Linked DNA regions of Zea mays: region 2 is linked to region 1. A link is a contact called in public Hi-C data. All regions are on one chromosome and are shown on one strand. Each heading gives the region's core, a stretch centred on a gene start, on an enhancer-like site or on the middle of the called end of the contact. The rest is flanking DNA. Distances are from core to core; before and after follow the strand shown. Region 1 holds the start of LOC100284707 (elongation factor 1-alpha). Region 2 holds the start of LOC100279865 (Internal alternative NAD(P)H-ubiquinone oxidoreductase A1 mitochondrial).

What was found. Hi-C and Micro-C count contacts between places; a contact is called where the count stands out from the background.
Region 2: a Hi-C map of tassel shows a contact between it and region 1, with 2.7 times the contacts expected there. The contact joins the promoter of LOC100279865 here to the promoter of LOC100284707 in region 1. A contact is called at or near these places in 3 of 25 Hi-C or Micro-C datasets (ear, leaf and tassel).

The regions. Positions count from the first base shown.
Region 1 is chr7:166,651,607-166,658,231 of Zm-B73-REFERENCE-NAM-5.0, forward strand. LOC100284707 (elongation factor 1-alpha) reads left to right here and starts at 3,018. Exons shown (of 3, transcript NM_001323371.1): 1 at 3,018-3,087; 2 at 4,047-4,534; 3 at 4,674-5,757. The coding sequence starts at 4,073. The coding sequence ends at 5,555. It overlaps LOC100383275 (Sphingosine kinase 1), which reads left to right. Exons shown (of 10, transcript NM_001361983.1): 8 at 1-236; 9 at 322-444; 10 at 550-1,112. The coding sequence ends at 753.
Region 2 is chr7:166,949,413-166,956,037 of Zm-B73-REFERENCE-NAM-5.0, forward strand. It overlaps LOC100279865 (Internal alternative NAD(P)H-ubiquinone oxidoreductase A1 mitochondrial), which reads left to right and starts at 2,374. Exons shown (of 6, transcript NM_001367332.1): 1 at 2,374-2,558; 2 at 3,180-4,075; 3 at 4,227-4,387; 4 at 4,486-4,551; 5 at 4,661-5,119; 6 at 5,226-5,591. The coding sequence starts at 3,244. The coding sequence ends at 5,381. LOC100303986 (SC3 protein) reads right to left here. Exons shown (of 13, transcript NM_001165524.2): 13 at 6,218-6,625.

The sequences.
Region 1 (6,625 bases), core at 1,768-4,267:
TTGTTCCAGCACCAGGATATGAAGAAGTTGGTGATCCCGTGGAACAAACTACCGGTCATGAAACAAATGGGGTTAGCGGGGCAACTGACAAAAATGGTGAAACGTGCGGCTATGTCGGCCCGTCGATCAAAGAAGCCGATCTTAGATGGAGATCGCTGAACGGTCCGTTCGTTTCAGTCTGGCTCGGCAATGTTCCTTTCGCTAGCGAAGATGCCATGGCAGCACCAAAAGCAGAGGTCGGTCAGTCTCTCGCCGTTCCGTGCCCCGCGGTTCCACTGCGCTCCATATAGCTTTGACCCTTTCTTGTTTGTTGCCATGCAGTTTGCGGATGGCTACTTGGATGCTGCTATAATCAAGGACTGCCCGCGGTGGGATGTTCTGGGGCTCGTGCTCCAGATGAAGGACGGCGCCTACGTGAACTCGCCGTGCGTGGAGTATTTCAAGGTGCGTTGCTTCTTTAGTCCATGACCATGCGTTGTACTCGCCCTGTCCATGAATTCTGTCATCAAAGCATAACGAGGTGCGCTGGGCAACTCTGACGAACGGCAGGTGAAGGCGATCCGGATCGAGCCGGGCCTGCGCGTGGGCAGCAGCACCAAGGGCGGTATCATCGACTCGGACGGGGAGGTGCTCGCGAGGGGCGACGGGTCCCACTCCCGCGCCGGCGACGAGCCGGGGCACCTGATGGCGTACGGCCCGCCCATCCAGCTGACGGTGGACCAGGGGCTGGCCACCATCTTCTCCCCGAGATGACGATTCTTCTATCTGTTCTCCACCGCCTGCGAGGACTTTGCTTCGTTAGCCCTGCCATTTTCTCGAGTAGAACCATGTGACTCTATATGTAAATATTAGTCACACGGTCACACCCCACTCCAGTGGATGAGCGATGAGCCAAAACACAAGAGGGACAGATCCTTTATCTCCGTCAAGAGATTGTTTTCTTTTCACGGCCACAGCCCACATGGCCGCCGCTTTTAGTGTTAGCGTGAGAAAATGACAAGTGGGCTGTGGGCAGCTCCTATTCTTTTTTTCACCTTGTGTGTGTTGTTGATTGTCCCTTGACAAACAGTGGACTGTTTTCCTGCAAAATTGGTGTTTAATTAACCTGAAAAGCTTCCACTTGCATCTAAGTCTTGGCTTGGTAGTGCTCTGGTCTCTTGGTCCTCGTCGGAGCTCCTCCTTCTGTTCATCCTTGTCGGTTCTGTCGGAGCTCCTCCTTCTGTTCATCCTTGTCGGTTCGTCTCCGCATGAAGGTGTCCCTCCGTTCCTTTTTGTGGATCCTATAAAAGCTATCCTATAAAAGCTAGAGCCAAAGCTCCGCCAAGGGGTTCAAGTCTATATATAGAACAGATGTTTATATCGCTAAGTATATAAGTATCTCACAAACACTTTTTGTCTAAAATACCGTGTGTCCTTAAATATCAATATTATCTTAGGACTGTTCCTGAAAAGCCCTTAAAACTTGCTCGACGGAAATAACTATAAAGCGTGCTCACTAACTATCTTTATCTTTTTTAAAATAATTATAAAACATCTCTATATTTTTAGCCATTTCGAAAAATAGAAAACTAAAAGCTAAAAACGATCTAATGTGCTAAAAAGAAGATTGGACTACGCGAAAGCAGAGGAGCTTTGTCTAGATAATCAGTTTGAGGTTCCACCTTTTTGTTGGGGTTATGTTTCTTAAAAGTAGGAATAATGTTTAGGTGAGTTTGGTTTAGCTTTTTTTTGCACCTGTTCCTACTTTAAAAAGCACAAGCTGAATTAATTTTTCTGCAGCTATTTTGAAAAAATATTTTTTTCTATGGTACAAATATAAAAGCAGCTTGGGCATTGTGTTTGCTGATTATCCGAGCAAACCAAATATGGTTAAAAATAATTAAGTCGTTACAATGAATAAACTAAAATATTTTTAATAGAATATTAAAATTCAATTGTAAAATTGATTTATTTGTAAAAATATCAATAACACAAATGTAAAATCGATTATTTAGTTAGATATATTGATTAAGATATATAGCTAAACAAAATGCATATGAATAATATACAATATGTTTACTGTGGATAACTCATATCGGTTTAAATCAAACGACTTTTAACTTTTTTTTTTCTCACATCAATTTTCTTACAGCAGACATTACACATCAGCTTTCTCACAGTTTACATCTAAACCAAGCATACTTTAGAAGTTAAACTAAACACAATTTCAATTCCCGCTGAACACGACACACACACATATATATATATATATATATATATATATATATATATATATATATATATAAATCTAGCTATTACAAGAATTTGGATATCACGGATCTTGTATGTGGAGGAAGACAAAGGAGTCTACACGATCTTAATATTTAGGAAGCAACGGATTCTTCTTATCGGAACAATTTGGTGGATTATGTATTTATGTTGATTTGAATGATTTCTACAGAAACCTTTATTGTAGAAACATGCTTTAGGGGGTGTTTAAATGCACTAGAGCTAATAGTTAATTAGCTAAAAATATACTAGTAGAATTAGCTAGCTAACAAATAGTTAGCTAACTATTAGCTAATTTACTAAAAATAACTAATAGCTGAACTATTAGTTAGGATGTTTGATGTCTCTAACTAATTTTAGATACTAACTATTATCTCTAATGCATTCAACCACAACCGAAAAGTCCAGACAGAGATCGGTTCTGACAAGCAGAATCCCGCTAGCATCGTAGCAAAGTGCGCCATCCTTCATCACATGTTTTTTTGTTCTTCTGATATGAGAAAAAGGAAAGGAAGCGCCGTTTTTTCGAAAGAAAAGAAAACGATAAGGCACGGAGAACGAGTGACCGGCGCGTGAAGCAGCGGTGGTGGAGTGGGCCTAGGGCAGGGTAGCCGTCAAGGCAGGGCGTTCGTAGGCGCTACGAAAGCTCGAGGACTGTACTCGCTCGCAAACCCTAGCCGCCGGACCGGCCGGTGACCGTGCGGCGCTGAGGCGCGCGCTATATAAACAGAGCCATCCATTCCTCCCTTACCGTTCAGTCCCACCTCGACCGCCTCCTCTCCCCTCCCCCGGCTCTGTCTGTTGACTTACCCCGTCGAGGTAAGGCACTGGGTGCTTGAATTCACGGTTTTGATTCAGTTGTTACTATTCAGTTCTGTCTGAATTGTTTGATGCTCGATTCATTATTAGGCTTTCAAGTTCTGTAAATTGTTCCCTAGTTTTTGTCCTTCACGCATATATTACTAGGAGTGTTGCTCTTATGTCGCGCACCTAGCTAAGCTACCAATCGTTTTTCTTTCTTCCACTTTTATAATAAAGCAGATATACCAAATCAAATAGTTATACAGTATATATCATCGCATCGCCCACCTGATTAAATTCAAATTCAACTAAAATTGGTGCTCCCATCTTCTAACGGTGAAAACAGAGGGTCTCATCTCCTATCCTCTCGGGTGAGGCCGTGGGACCGGGCCTTGTGGTATACTGTAGTTGATATAATTCTGATATAGGTTCGAATCCTATTGGGTGCTTCAATTTAGTTTCGGCATCTCCTGTTTAATTCGCTCCACTGCCAGACTCACTCACATAGCCTGCTAGGCAATATCTGTCTGTGTATTCTTGGTTTAGATACATCATGTTTGCTTGCCTACTTATATTTATTAGCATGGCATCTTGTATAGCTTGGTTAATTAGTATATTATATTATTTGTTCCTGCTGCATCTATCTTTATGTATTCATTCGGCAGTTGTGTTGAATGCTCTGATTTGTCTTGCTCGGTTGCTTTTCATTGGTATGAATTACTAGTTACAGATGGGTGAACACTGACTGCACGGTCTCTGTTTTCTTGATGACTGACTATGTTGTCTTTGCTATTCTAAACAAAAGAACAATTAATCTACCAGTCTGCTTACGTACATATGTGTTTCTAATTTGATGTTAGTCAATGAATCGCCGCAACTGTTCTAAAAAAAATACCAACCTCTCAACTGCTAATTGTAGTATATCTTAACTTTTGCCTGACTGCGTGCTATATATATCCTTTTTTTTGTGAATACAGCTTTCTAGTCAGCTGCTCCCGTTGCCATGGGGAAGGAGAAGGTTCACATCAACATTGTGGTCATTGGCCATGTCGACTCCGGCAAGTCCACAACCACCGGCCACCTCATCTACAAGCTTGGAGGCATTGACAAGCGTGTCATCGAGAGGTTTGAGAAGGAGGCTGCCGAGATGAACAAGAGGTCCTTCAAGTACGCCTGGGTCCTTGACAAGCTCAAGGCCGAGCGCGAGAGGGGCATCACCATTGACATTGCCCTGTGGAAGTTTGAGACAACCAAGTACTACTGCACCGTGATTGATGCCCCTGGGCACCGTGACTTCATCAAGAACATGATCACCGGCACCTCCCAGGCTGATTGTGCGGTGCTCATCATTGACTCCACCACTGGTGGCTTCGAGGCTGGTATCTCCAAGGACGGCCAGACCCGTGAGCATGCGCTCCTTGCTTTCACTCTTGGTGTGAGGCAGATGATCTGCTGCTGCAACAAGGTACTTTTGAAAGTTCGATTGATGCTCTATGTTCCAGTACGCAATGAAAGCTAATGACTACTATCTGTTTGTCTGTACTGCATTATACTGCAATTTTATCTGTATATACTGCAAACTAAACGAACTATTGCTAAATCAGATGGATGCCACTACCCCCAAGTACTCCAAGGCTCGGTACGACGAGATCGTCAAGGAAGTGGGTTCCTACCTGAAGAAGGTGGGGTACAACCCGGACAAGATCCCCTTCGTGCCCATCTCTGGGTTCGAGGGTGACAACATGATCGAGAGGTCGACGAACCTGGACTGGTACAAGGGCCCCACCCTCCTTGAGGCGCTGGACCAGATCAACGAGCCCAAGCGGCCCTCGGACAAGCCCCTGCGGCTTCCTCTGCAGGACGTGTACAAGATCGGCGGCATCGGCACCGTCCCGGTGGGCCGCGTGGAAACTGGGCTCCTGAAGCCCGGCATGGTGGTCACCTTTGCGCCCACGGGCCTGACGACGGAGGTCAAGTCGGTGGAGATGCACCACGAGACGATGCAGGAGGCACTGCCCGGCGACAACGTCGGCTTCAACGTCAAGAACGTGGCGGTCAAGGACCTGAAGCGCGGCTACGTGGCCTCCAACTCCAAGGACGACCCCGCCAAGGAGGCTGCCAGCTTCACCGCGCAGGTGATCATCATGAACCACCCGGGGCAGATCGGCAACGGCTACGCCCCGGTGCTGGACTGCCACACGTCCCACATCGCCGTGAAGTTCTCGGAGCTGCTCACCAAGATTGACCGGCGGTCGGGCAAGGAGCTGGAGAGCGCCCCCAAGTTCCTCAAGAACGGTGACGCCGGCTTCGTCAAGATGATCCCCACGAAGCCCATGGTGGTGGAGACTTTCTCCGAGTATCCTCCACTGGGGCGCTTCGCGGTTCGCGACATGAGGCAGACGGTTGCGGTCGGCGTGATAAAGAGCGTGGAGAAGAAGGACCCAACGGGAGCCAAGGTGACCAAGGCGGCTGCCAAGAAGAAATGATGATGATTCTGCATGTAATCCATGGTTCCTGGTTTCTTTGCTGGTCGGAGTATTTTGTTGGGTGGTGCTAGTAGTAGTTAACAAAAGAATAATTTTCATGGGTTCATTGTGTAGGTTTGGACTGTTGTGTTCGTGATTGCGTACCACACTATATATATTGGGTTTTGCTTCTATAGTAATATTATCGATGACCATGATGCTATGAGGCTTGTCTACCCAGTCATGATTGCTTGCCTTTTGGCTAATAAACGGCCCAGCAGTCAAATTAAATTATAGAAGCATCTCCAACAATGACTTATGTCTTATCTCCCTCTAGAATGAGAGCATCTACAACAATAATTTATCTTCATGCCTCAAATTAAATTATAGAGCTCAAACTATAAAAAAATGCTCTAACGGTTCCCCATTTAAAAAAATGTTAAAAATATAGGTCAGGCTTACCCCTAATCTAGATCTAAATGAACGAACGTTTCACAAAATTTTCCGTTTTAAACGAACGAAGTAGATTAGCAGTGTCGGTACCCGTAACTGCGTACTCACTCCTATTGTGGCAAGGCAGAGATCAGCATGTTACTTCTGACCGCGTACTAAGGAACTAAGCAGTCGGACGGGTTCGGACCTATCTGACATGACTACTGGCCTTGGGACTCGCTCTTCGCTCGAGGACAAGTCTATTGTTGCCACATGTCCCAAGCGTGAAAATGCTCAGGAACTACTATCACAGGTCCGAAATCATGTAGGTGGGACCCCGAACCTCACATATGCTGTTCAGACCCTCATGGGTGGGTCCTAGACCTCCATGTTTACCATTTTTTGTTGATGTCATAAATTCTATGAAATATATTTATTTTTAATTTTTTGGGACACTTTTATAAAGCAAATTATTGGAGATGCTCCAAGACATGTACAACCCCATCTAATATGAATCTTCTAATGGGTCTCTAATGGTCTAATTGAAAAAAATATAAGAGAGCTCGTCTGTGCACGATTCTCCATACATAATATCTCTTAATTGCATTTATGATTTAGGGGCTTAGGATTGTATCATACAGTGTTTTAGCTGTCTCTTT
Region 2 (6,625 bases), core at 1,124-3,623, 300 kb after region 1:
AGTCTTTTGAGCTCGATTCTTGGCCGTGTGTGTGCGCATTTTGCTGTGGATTTGTGTGGGTTGCTTCCCTCCCTTACTCCGTATTTCTTTGTGAATCTCAAGTATAAGGGCGAGAGACTCCAAGTTGTGGAGATTCCTCGCAAACGGGATATTGAAAGGAAAAGCATAACACTGTGGTATTCAAGTTGATCATTGGATCACTTGAGAGGAGTTGAGTGCAACTCTCGTCCGTTGGGACGCCACAACGTGGAGTAGGCAAGTGTTGTACTTGGTCGAACCACGGGATAAACCACTGTGTCTTCTCTGTGTTGATCTTTTGTGGTATTGTGTTTTGTTGAGACTCATCTCTAGCCACTTGGCGATTATTGTGCTAACACTTAACAAGTTTTTGTGGCTATAAGTTTAAGTTTCACAGGATCACCTATTCACCCCCCTCTAGGTGCTCTCAATAAGGTATTTTCATGCTTGGGCCATAATCAAGTTCCCATATTTCCTCTATGAATCCAAAATATGTGGTCTTCTGTCCATGTAGGTCAAAAGCATCGATACGAACACCGCTATTTTGTGCAACACTTTTCATGTCTTTTGATTTAGTGTAGAATGTGTACCCATTGATGTCATATGCTTGCCATGATGTCACAAAACACGATGGCCCAGAAAGCCAAATTCTTCATTGTTTTCTCTTCCAAAGAGTCTCTGAATGAGATGTTTTTGTCCATTAACCATTCGTTGAAACGATGTTTGTGCTCCCTCATGATCCAGTCCTCTGTGCGGTTCTGATTTTCTTTACGAAGCTCATCCAGGTGTTCCTCTATGTAAGGCTCGGCTATCGTGAGATGTTGTAGTACACTACCATGAGCACAATGTACTAGCTTGTAATCCTCAATGTACCATGCAGTACCCGGCGGCCAGCGGCGCAGCAGTTAACAAAACGATCAATGAGCTAGATGGACTGTATTGGGTACGTATAAGGAGTTGTTGGAGTAGTGTATGTTTTTTGGGCTTTTAGACTTTTGAGAGGAGTCCGATATAAAGATATTGAGAGTAGAAATCTTAGGAACTGTTGGAGATGCTCTTAGGGTGTACCTAGAATGCATGCAAAGAAAGTATAGAGAAGAGGGAAGTAGAACCTCATAAAATGACATGTAAAGACTACACACACCCTCACATGACCCCTATAGTGCTCTTGCTCTAATGTAATCTTGAAATTGTCCTCATCTCATAAAACCCCATTAATCTCTCTAAACTTACTCACCGTAATCTACCTCTGCCTACACTTACGCAGGTGGTTGTAGACTTGTGCGCTAGCCACCTCATGCCACTAAACTCTTGAAGAGACTTAGCGATCTAGTTTAGATGAACCTCTTTGAAACCTTTGTCAGTCCTAGCACTAGTGAATATCAACTTGCACATATGCCTTAGGACAAAGGAGGACGTCACACATGTCCACCTCATAGCTCTTTGCTTCCTAGCAACAGGAGCAACAGGTGTCTCAACAACATCAACCTCATCTACCTCAACATGCACTACCTTATCAGCCATCTCCTAATGTAAATGGCCATTTCAGTAAAGAACATAAAACCAAAATTTGATAAAACAAGAGGACATCAAGGCATAGGGTCTAATTGGTTGCCTAGCATATCTCTATATTTAGAGAAGACTTTAGAATATATTATTAATTCTTTATATTTAAAGTAGGTGAGCATATATAGCGTTCATCGCAGACAAGTTAAGGCTGCATCCAACGTCTCCCCATTTGCTCCCCCTCTATTCAGTTGCCGAATAGGCCTAACGTTCCCCATGGCCCCTTTCTTTTGCAGGAGATAAAGAAAATCCCCTCTATAGAGGGGCTCTAATCTTCTCTTTTCGTTCATCAGTGTTTTATCGGTAAAACTAATATTTTTTCAAGTTTAATTACCTAATAATAATATGTATTACGATTCTACAGACATTGCAGTAATTTTTTTTGAACTCCAAAAACGCATGTTTAAAAGCCAAACAGCTTAGTTAAAATGTATATGAAGACCTAATAGGGAGAATGGTTGAGATAAAGTGAAGGCGGAGGAAGAAGAAGATATTTAAATATGAATAGAAGGTATGAATATAAGGATTTATGAGGAGAAATTGTTAAATTTATTCTAAGATGTTTCAAGAAGAACGTGTATAAGGGAGTGTACTGGAGATTGCGAGGGGTTCCAGCGGGCAGCGGCTACCGCGCATAGAGACCCGGGCAGACGAGAGGGCTTGTGGGGTCCCGGTCGATTTCTTCTTCTTGCTACGCAAGTCGAGGTCTCCCCGCCGCGACCGCGAGATCCCCCTCCGGCAAGTCAGGAAATAAAATAAAGTGAGGCAGCAACACGAGCACGGGCCGTGGCTCAATATCTCCAGATTTTCCCGAAACCCTTGTCCCATTTCCTTCCATATTATTTACATATACCCTCTGTCCTTGTCGCGGCGATGCTCTGTTGGTAATCTTGGAGGCGATCGATGTCGACAGGCCGTGACGTCGTCCGATGATTCTCCCTCTCCCTCGTCGCCTTCGTTGTCATCTTCGCACGGTAATCCTTCGAAAACTTTACCCGCGTTTGTGTGCGTTCTGGAACGGCCATCCACGAAAGCTGGGGCTCTTGGGTTGTACGCGCGGGCTGAGAGGGAACTGGGATGTGGAACCATGAACGAAATTCCATGGCGGGCAGCGGCGGGCACAACGCGCCATCGACCGCGGCCGGGTTTTTTTTTCCTGGTTACGTTGTAATGTTCCGCTTGTTTTCCATGCGCGTGGGCGCGTGGCTACGGATGAGTTCATCCGTATATATTCCTCCTGCACGACGTGGTACATGCGCGGGTTCTGATTTGCCTACGGGCTTTTGTTCTTCTCTCCGGCAAAGCAAATTTTTCTGGGGAAACAATTTGAGACTGCTTTTACTTGGAGTACAAGTCGTAGATGCACACACAGTTCGTCAGTTCCAAATTCCTGGGCTGGTCAATATCAGCGTACTAACCACATGCCCAATTTTTTTCTTAGCACCGAAACTTCTCCCAGGGAAAATGCGCATGGAAACAAAGCCAAGTCGCAGTCGTCATGTCCTTTTTGCTGTGCTTGCGTTGTCTACAGACACACAGACATATATATTTTCGTGCAGATTTGTCATCAGTTATGCACACACTCCTGAATGCAGTTCGTTTGGTTGGACACTTGGACTTCCCTCGCACGCTTGAAGGTTGAAGCAGCTGCTCCCGCAGATGGCGGCGGTGTGGTCTAGGATCGGGAGGGGAGCGCAGCTGTCGCTGTCGCTGTCCCTGTCGAGGACCTTCTACGACGGCGCGTCGGCGGCTTCCACGCTGCGCAGTGCTGCCGCGCTGTCCCGCGCCCGGGGCCAGCACGCGTCGTCGCTCCACAGCCTCGCGGGAAGGTCCGCCGGCCACCTCCTCCAGCCGCCGAGCAGGGGCATCGTGACCACGCCCGCGAGGCTTCACCCGGCGTCGTCCGCGGCAGTGGTGGCAGAGCTCTCGGACGCGGAGGCGAGGGAGTCCGAGGCCGTGGCGGCGCCGCCTCGCCAGATGCCGAGCCTCGGCCCGACGCGGCCCGGGGAGAAGCCCCGCGTCGTGGTGCTGGGCACCGGGTGGGCGGCGTGCCGGCTGCTCAAGGACGTGGACACGCGCGCCTACGACGTCGTGTGCGTGTCCCCCCGGAACCACATGGTGTTCACGCCGCTGCTGGCGTCCACGTGCGTCGGCACGCTCGAGTTCCGCTCCGTCGTCGAGCCCGTCAGCCGCATCCAGTCGGCGCTCGCCACCCGCCCCGGCTCCTACTTCTTCCTCGCCTCCTGCACCGGCGTCGACACCAAGGCGCACGAGGTGTACTGCGAGGCCGCGTCCAGCGACGGACAGCTGCCCTGCCACCCGTACCGGTTCAAGGTCGCCTACGACAAGCTGGTGATCGCGAGCGGCGCCGAGCCGCTCACCTTCAACATCAAGGGTGTCCAGGAGCATGCCATCTTCCTCCGCGAGGTGAGCCACGCGCAGGAGATCCGCAGGAAGCTGCTCGCTAATCTCATGCTGGCCGAGAATCCAGGTAACAACAGAACATCGGTTCACTTACACACCTCTCTTGCGGTCAAATACGTCAACCATTAGTTACTACGCGCATTATATATTGATCTTTTTTTAGTTAGCACGCATTGCAAAGCTCGACTGTGATTGTAACCAAGCATTGTGCTCCCTAGGCTTGTCTGCGGAAGAGAAGGAGCGGCTCCTGCACTGCGTGGTGGTCGGCGGAGGACCCACCGGCGTCGAGTTCAGCGGCGAGCTCAGCGACTTCATCACACGCGACGTGCGCCAGAGGTACGCGCACGTCAAGGACTACGTCAAGATCACCCTCATCGAGGTACGTATACGTACTCGGAGCACCCTAGCTCATCGACTCGATTTACTGAACAGTGAAGAAGTCTCCGCTCATCGCTTCGTTTATGACCGTTCTTCCAGGCAAACGAAATCTTGTCATCGTTCGATATCGGACTGCGGCAGTACGCGACGAATCACCTGTCAAAGGTAACACAGGCTTCTTTCTGTGAGGACACTGAAGTACAACATTCTCGCAAATGGAGATCAATTTTAATGTGATCGCATGGCTTAATCTTTCGTGCTGCATCTTTGGCAGTATGGAGTTAATCTGGTGCGAGGCATTGTGAAGGAGGTGAAGGCCACGGAGATCACCCTGAGCGATGGCACCCGCGTGCCCTACGGCCTGCTGGTCTGGTCCACGGGCGTCGGCCCGTCGGAGTTCGTCAGGTCCCTGCACCTTCCCAAGTCCCCAGGCGGGAGGGTCGGCGTGGACGAGTGGCTCCGCGTGCCCACGGCGCCGGACGTGTTCGCGCTGGGCGACTGCGCGGGTTTCCTGGAGGGGACCGGCAAGCCGGTGCTCCCGGCGTTGGCCCAGGTCGCGGAGCGGGAGGGCCGGTACCTGGCGCGGCTGCTCGGGAGGATCGCGGCGCAGAACGGCGGCAAGGCGCACTGCGCCGGCAAGGCCGACCTCGGGGAGCCGTTCGTGTACAAGCACATCGGCAGCATGGCGTCCGTCGGCCGGTACAAGGCGCTCGTCGACCTCAGGGAGAACAAGGCACTGCCGCTGAGCCCTTCAATCTCCCCTCTGACTCACCAGTGCAACGCAAAATGTGGCATGAGATTAGTGCCGAGATTTGACAAGTCGGTTCTCGTACTTGCAGGATGCCAAGGGGGTGTCGATGGCTGGCTTCCTCAGCTGGCTGATGTGGCGGTCAGCGTACCTGACGCGGGTGGTGAGCTGGAGGAACAGGTTCTACGTGGCGGTGAACTGGGGAACGACGCTTGTGTTTGGCAGGGACAACACCAGGATTGGCTGACGACGTTTAGCAGCTTAAGCTGGTGTTCCTCTGGATAGTACCACGGGAACAAGAGACTGCCTGTCATTGTTGTTCTTTTGTTTGTAATTCAACACGTGCTGAGAGATTTCTATTGGCTTCCATACTCTCTCTCTCTCTATTGGTCAGATGAAGTCATGAAGTGCAGACTTGCAAATGTAAGTCACCAGTTTCTTTTTTAAAAAAAAGATTAAAGATATGATGCCGATGGAGCTTGTACAACAGACGAAAAATACATAGACATAGATGTTATCTCTCATATTTTCCTCCCCCGTCTCGCCTCTCTTTTCTTTCTCTGTCTATATTTAGCGCTCTTTTTTCCCTTCAGGGTAAATTAAAAATATACCATCTTAATTTTGAAAAGTTAAAAACTAGTTCATTTTTATGTCACTGCAAGACATCAAAATAAATGAACCATCTAATCTTGTAAAAGTGGAGCGATATATATACAGTCGGGTTAATTAGAATGGTAAGAACTATGTAAGCAAGCCTTAAATACAAGCGAGTCTTCTAGTTCGTTAGAACATGATTCAACCTTCGTTAGATCATGATTCAGATCATGATTCAACCGTATATATTTATAGTTTATTAGAGTTCTTTTATAAAGCTAGATAAACTAATGGTGGAAGGATTTTAGTGTTAAATATGATATATAGTTAGATCAAGATTTAACCAACGCTCGATTGCACCTTTACATGTAAGGTCTGCTTGCATAGTAGAAATGTACCGCTGCAATTTTTTTTAAAAGCTAAAAACTAGCTTATTTTCATACCACTCCATGACATCAAAATAAGCTAAGCATCTAATTTTGCAAAACCATTCCTTTTCAATTGAAGACGCACACGCTTCAAACACCGCATTCAAACAATACACGATCACGCATGATCATTTGCTGCCTTGCCAAATGCTTCCGCCAATATCACCACTGTATTATTGTTCCAACGAAGTACCAATAGCCGTTCAAAAGGAGTACAAATAGTTAACAGCACTGTACAACTTAACTAAACTTGATTCATAATCCATTCCACATTTCAACTAGCAAGAACAAAACGATTAAGTAAAGCTGTAAAAGCTGCACATTCCCCATTCTTGTTAGATCAGGACGGGGAGTGATATAATGTCACTTGTAACATCATGATAACCTACTGGCAGTTTGGTATCATAGTCAGCAACCAAGGAAGAAACATCTGCTTTTTGTTCGGTGCACAACCTATCCACCGGAAGTA